2 separate regions of the Danio rerio genome follow, and region 1 is linked to region 2. Evidence: chromatin contacts called from public Hi-C data. All regions are on one chromosome and are shown on one strand. The core of a region is the stretch at or near the end of the contact, and the rest is flanking DNA. Distances in the headings are between cores, read along the strand shown. Region 1 holds the start of ptpn23b (protein tyrosine phosphatase, non-receptor type 23, b). Region 2 holds the start of vps52 (VPS52 subunit of GARP complex).

What was found. A called contact is a pair of places that touch in the nucleus more often than the background predicts.
Region 1: a Hi-C map of hematopoietic stem cells shows a contact between it and region 2, with 2.1 times the contacts expected there. The contact joins the promoter of ptpn23b here to the promoter of vps52 in region 2. A contact is called at or near these places in 2 of 18 Hi-C or Micro-C datasets (hematopoietic stem cells and an unstated tissue) and 1 of 4 datasets of contacts at active chromatin or transcription factors (embryo).

What each region holds. Positions count from the first base shown.
Region 1 is chr19:21,497,422-21,500,881 of GRCz12tu, reverse strand. It overlaps ptpn23b (protein tyrosine phosphatase, non-receptor type 23, b), which reads right to left and starts at 1,282. Exons shown (of 20, transcript NM_001044928.1): 1 at 1,023-1,282. The coding sequence starts at 1,106.
Region 2 is chr19:20,878,033-20,881,300 of GRCz12tu, reverse strand. It overlaps vps52 (VPS52 subunit of GARP complex), which reads right to left and starts at 1,825. Exons shown (of 20, transcript XR_012394997.1): 1 at 1,708-1,825. It overlaps rps18 (ribosomal protein S18), which reads left to right and starts at 2,118. Exons shown (of 6, transcript NM_001423550.1): 1 at 2,118-2,138; 2 at 2,599-2,697; 3 at 2,782-2,868; 4 at 3,085-3,186. The coding sequence starts at 2,136.

The DNA of each region.
Region 1 (3,460 bases), core at 33-2,532, 620 kb before region 2:
CACAATAAACCTTGAAACCATTTATCATGACATGCCTAGTATTGGGACTGAAGCAACTAATTAATTAATTAATTTTCACTGACGAGAGGCAGGGTTGCTTTTTTAGCTACTGAGAAATTGCAGCTGCTGTCTGCGCTTTCTATGTCTTTTTACACCTCCCTTTCTTCATGTGTTTCACTGCTTTTTTCTGGTGTCACTGCACTTGTTTAGAAATAACTTAATTTTCTATACTAATTATTAGTTTATTTTCTTGTATGTATCAATTATTTTACTTGTTAATGACATCTGGTGAAAACTGCAAGTCAACAGCAGCTTTATATTTTCTGAGAAAAATGGTGACGTGTTTAATTTTTCATTATTTGACCTTCTGTACATAATAACATTTTGAAACAATGCACTGAAAACAAACATTTTATAACAATCTAAACTTTAACAACAATCAAATGGTTAAATGTTGATTTTAATATATGTTAAATGCGTGGGTCCATGAACACGTCTTTAAAAGTTTGTAGTGTGGTGTCAATGCAAATGTGAAGAAGATCATTTGGTTTTCAAATGGCCATGTTACATGCTATATGCTTGCTGGTTTAATGACGACAATGTCCATTTACACTTTATGACTGCTGCTAAATAGATTTAAAAGTAATTCTGCACTTGAAAGAAAAATACAGCTCCTTGCCAAAAAGAAAAAACGGTATAAAGAACTGCGCAATAACTGTTTTGCAATACTTGCACTGAAAAAGACTCCTATATGTTTCAAAAAGCCAGGTTATCTTTAATTACTTAGTGCTTTTTAAAATGTAAATTGTGCTAAGGAAGCTTGGCATACATGAAGAAAATGGAATAAAAAGCGACAACAATCTTTCATAATAAAGTTCTAACTGGTGATCAATTAAAAGTGTCACCTTACATCATATTAATCTTTCGCAAAAACACTTTTAGACATACTTCTGTCAGTCAGAAACAGTAACAATCATAAAAAGCTGATCACTGTTGTACGACAGCCTGAAAAATGGGCTCACCTGTCTGACAGTGGGACTAAACTCAAAGTCCCCCGCTTCCTTAAGCTCCAGCCATATCATTGGCATCCTGGGAACGGCCTCCATTATACCTCTGCGAAAGTACTCTTCCAACTAGAGAGCGCTTTTCAGCTGTTTCGTATAACTACTTTTTTAATCTCAAAAGACGAAGCTAATTATGCTTCGATCTGATCAAAAAACTTGTCGCCCGGATCCGCCTGACGCTCCCACCTTTGACTCTTCTTCAAAACAAATACGTCACCGGAAGTACGTCAACAAACGTTTACAACTTAAATGAGCTATTTACGTTATTATAAAAATATTAGAAATGTGTTTCTGTCAAAGAAAATAATTACTCAGAGGGAAGCATTTCTTTGGAATTCTCTAATAGATAAAATTAATTGGAAAAAAGCTAGCTCTTCCCTTACAAATTCCAAACAAAGGTAGTGTTACGCAATATCTACCCCACTAACGAGATTGTTTCTAAATTTGGTAATCCTAATTCAAATTGTGTCTTCTGTCACTCAAGTATCGAATCGATTGATCTTTTTATGTTAAATGCCCACATATTATGGTATTTTGGTCTGATTTATCCGTCTTTTTTACGTCAAAATGTGAGTTTAACAATGATTTTTCCATGCGTAATTAATTTGCTACTTTTCTTATGACAAAAATAACAGAATTTAGAGGCAATTTATTTATTTTATTGGGTAAAAATTCTATTCATAAATTTAGGTTTTCTTCATCATTACCTAAGTTGCAGAATTGTATTTGACTTTAATTGTCTAAAATGTTTACAGCAAAAAAAGTGTTAAAACTGTGAAAATTTATAAGGATTTTGTAAATATTATTTAATTTGATAGTTTACCTGATAGTTTTTTATCATCTTATGTTATTATTTGTTATTATTATTATTATTATTATTCATTTTACTTGTTCATGATTTTACTTGATGCCATCTATTGTTATGGTTATTATGATTGTATTGTTAAAACCCAATGCAATTCTTAAAAGAAAAAAGAAAAGAAAGAAAAAATCTATTTACGTTATTATTCTGCCTTCGAATATATGTCATAAAACTTTTTTTGTACAAGTGAAGCTGAAACCTAAATCTTGTTTTACTTAATTTAAAAATAAACAAATTATAATAATAATTATTTATTTAATATTTATGATACTATATATACTATGTGATATATACTATATATACTATACTATAATATATGCTATAACAACATGATACTTTTTCACTCATTAAGTAAATTTAAGTTACAAATAACTTATAAAATTTTGCCTTTTAAATGCAGTTTTAAATGTCACATTTTCAGCATGCACCATTTTAAGGAAACAAATATATTAAAGCAAATGTTATATTTATTTTCATTAATGTTGATTTATAGTTATTGAACACCAAATGAACGCTGTTAAATGCTTAATTTGGCAGAAATGTTGCTCTTCCTTAATGTTTTTTTTTCCCGCTTTTCTCATGTTCAAACACACATGCACTATGATAATGTGCTCTAGGTGGCAGCAGTGTATTAGTTTTTGTCAGGGTTTCGATTATGACGAATTAAAAAGTCATAACAGCGATTTATGAAGTTGGTAACAATCTCGCGATTAAAATATTTTTAATATTTGTGTGACATTTAGGTTGGAGGCTGAAAAAAATAAACTTAGCCCAGAAACAATACCTTATTCTTTAGAAAGAGTACAGTAAGATATGAAGACGGTAGAAGATTAATTAATTGGCGTTTTAAACAGTCAGAAAGCAGATAGCCTACTCATGGTGATGAAATATACATCAAGCTCTATAAACATCATTTTCAGTTAGAGAAAGCCTGTTAAAAATCCCTTAGAGCAGACTTAGACTAAAGCAGAAATTGTCACCTACTGTATGTGTCTGTTTGAGTGTATTGAATTTAGGATTGACAGACGGTTATAACATCTAATTATGTAGTAATATAACAAACAATAATTGTTGAACAAGTTAAAAAGTTTTTCACTGAGGCTTCCCAGGAAAATGAATTATGTCGAAGATTTGTTTGGAAGGAGAACATCTCACTTCAAGTCTTTGTTTTCCAGTTGTTTCTAGCACTGGCACTCTATTGATTATTTAACATCCCACAGTCTTTCCTGAATGCAAGGCCTCCTTCCTCTCTCTTCTGCGGGGTGGGGTGCTAATCTGCCTGCATGGGGCGGCCATGACATTTACCAAGGAATTATGGGTACATAATAAACTCTTAATCAAAGAGCCAACGACTTCTGCTACAATATCAGTGAAGTGGAGAGAGATGCATCTGAGTGTGAGTAAAAGGAAATAGCAAGGAACAGTCGAAGCTAGACAAAGATGTTTTCACATGTACTGTAGTGTAATTAGTTGTGAAATATTGATAAGGAATTTACATCTCCTGTGTATGAAACATGACTAGTCCATTATCATG
Region 2 (3,268 bases), core at 576-3,075:
TCACAAAAACAATCATCACTAAACAGCTGATCATGCCAATTAAAACAGTAATAGAAAAAACTTTACCTGAATGACAAAGTATTTAAGTGTAGTTTAGTACTTTATCTAATATTTAATTTCAGTAAGCAGGTATTTAGGAAGACCAGTACTCTGAGATTTAAAAGAAAATAAAGGCAAATATGAGGCAAGCCAATTTGAGCATCGGGATCTTTCCTTTTATTTGCAATATCTCATATTTCTAAGTGGCCTTCGAAACATTCATTCATGTTTTATGCAGTGCATCAGTCAAATTCTTTAAGAGAAATTTCTTAAAACCTAATCAGACTGCCTTATTTCCTTGTGGACTCTAAATTCAATAAGGTGCAGTAAATATTCCTTAAAGGTTTGTTTCACATGCATTGATATTTGGACTAGAAACAAACAAAAAAACAGAATTTTTTTTTGGGTGTGAAACATCAGACTCAGCTAAATTTAGGGCTTTGATTGGGGCCAGAGATACTTAAACAAAGTATTAAGCAAATGCCTTAAGTAATTATTGTACTTGTGTACTTTATTTATTGCAAAAAAAATAAATAAATCATTCACATTGTCTTAAATGATGAATATAATCCATTTTACAATAAGGCTGTAACATAACATAATGAAAAAGTGAAGCAGGGAATAATTTCCAGATGCACTATAACCTTTTAGTTTTTCTATTTACAAATATTCACGGAATTGTAGTTCTCATAAAGCTTGCCAAGTACATAGTCTTTTTCTCCTGCTTTCAGATACTTCATTTTAAAAACTGTTGAGAACTTGAGGTTCAATCACATTCACACACACACACACACACACACACACACACACACACACACACACACATATATATATATATACATATATATATATATATTCCGTTACTATATATATATATATATATATATATATATATATATATATATATATATATATATATATATATATATATATATATATAGTATGTATATAATGTGTTACCAAATCCTGCAAGAAACACAGCTGCATAAGCAACATACATATCAGTATAAGAGCTTTGTTGGTAATATTAAACTGTTATATTTAACACTGAGTGCCATGGCACTGCAAAAATATTTGTACTGGTGATCAAAATCATATTTACATGATAGGTACATCGTAGCCTACAGGTAAATAAGAGTACAAAACAATAACAAAAAAAAATCATCAACAAATCAATTGTATGTTCATTTGCAAAAACGGGCAACTGCGTTTTTTAATTATTTTTTATAAATCATGATTTGCATTAAAAAGTTCGTTTGTAAAATATGTATGTTTTTACCATTGACGTCATCAAATGATAAATCATACTTTCATATTGTGTCATGATGACTTCTCAGAATCGGTGTTTTCTGAATTCGTACCTTAATATCATGTGTGAGTTTTTTTTCAATGCAGACATTGGTCACGTGATCTTATGGTGCCACACAAAAATTTGTGGGATATTCAGATTTTGAATAAAGCAATAACCTGCATAGCTCCATTGCAATCGCGATTACTAAACCAACCTTTGTACGAACTACATTAAAACTATATGATATTTAATAACAAACTACACATCTCTATTATATCCAGCTCTGGGGCTGTTAGCATTTACTGGTGTAACGTCAAAAATGTGGAATATGATCACAGCCAAAGCTGATGTTTCATGTAAAAAAAAAAGATGATTACCTCATCGTGTAACGTTATACAGGCCATCGCACCGGTCACAGAATCAGCGGATGTGTTTATATGAACAGCTCCACCGATCAGCGCCTCCGCCATGCCGTCTGTAGTACATAAAAACTACACGTCCGTTTAGGATTTTAGTCCCTGTTACCAAACTATTAAATCCGCGAAAATGCAGTGTTACGTTTGAAAATCTTAAGAAATGTTATTTAAAACAAAACAATATTAAATATCTTATAAGTAATATAATACGTTTTAAACCTCATAGGTTTTATATATTAGTTTAGATAACAGGCTATCAGAAATGTACTTGGTGACGGAACCATAGACCGTAAAAAATAGGGCGGAACCACCCTAAAGTTTGCGTGTCAAGTGGTGAAAATATCGCGAGACCATGACAACTTCCTTTTTGCGCGGAACCAGCGATCAAGATGGTGAGTGCGAAATGGTACTCTCAAAGCTTAAGTTGAAATCACGCATCATCGGTCTTATTTATCTGTGTACAGTTGTACCGATAAAATATTGTATGTCCTTTATACACGTTTAACTATTTTTAATGAATATTTCAGCTATTAAGTAGGATTTAACGTTTTAAAGAGTTACCGATATCTCCTACCCTGTTGACCGCGCCGCTTCAAAAAGACACCATACTAGTGTTTTTAAGGATCATGCTAAAAATTAAGCATCTGTATTGTGACACAAATTTATGTATGAATTTTTCCCCTAAATATTTAAAGCGTACTATGTAATTGCATAAGGTCAGTATGGAGCCGTTACAATAATGTGCTGAAATGCTTGCCCAAAATTCATTAGAAGAGGATAAAGGAGCTAGTTGTTCTGTATACTATTACCTTGTGGTGTCATGCATGCTGACTTTGTTATTTTTATTTTCAGTCCCTCGTCATCCCAGAGAAGTTTCAGCACATCCTTCGTGTCCTCAACACGAACATTGATGGAAGACGTAAAATCGCATTTGCCATCACCGCTATTAAGGTGAACTATTTTAACTAGATCAATTTTGTTCTGTATGTTAATATGATTTAAGCTTTTAATATTGTAATCTACTTCCGTTAATAGGGTGTTGGAAGGCGATATGCCCATGTGGTTCTGAGGAAAGCTGATATTGATTTAAATAAGAGGGCTGGAGAACTCACTGAGGATGAGGTGGGTTTGTAAATGTTTAAATGGACATTGAACTGTTTCTTACAACACAGATTTCATGTCAGATGACACAATTTTATTAAGTTCTAAAGCAGTTTATATTCCACCCAGAAAGATTTTTTGATAAACGCAAGTGGAAAAATAAGTGAAAAATTTTATTATTCTTTAAGGAATTTTTAAAGGTCTAAAATGTTTAATGATTATGGTTTTATTGAATAGGTTGAGAGGGTGGTGACTATTATGCAGAACCCTCGCCAGTACAAAATCCCAGACTGGTTCCTGAACAGACAGAAGGACATAAAAGATGGGAAATACAGCCAGGTATGATTGTCTATTACCATTTTAAAAGTTTATCAAGCATGTCTAGCACTGTTTTTCTTGGATGTTATGTGCTTTAAAAGCA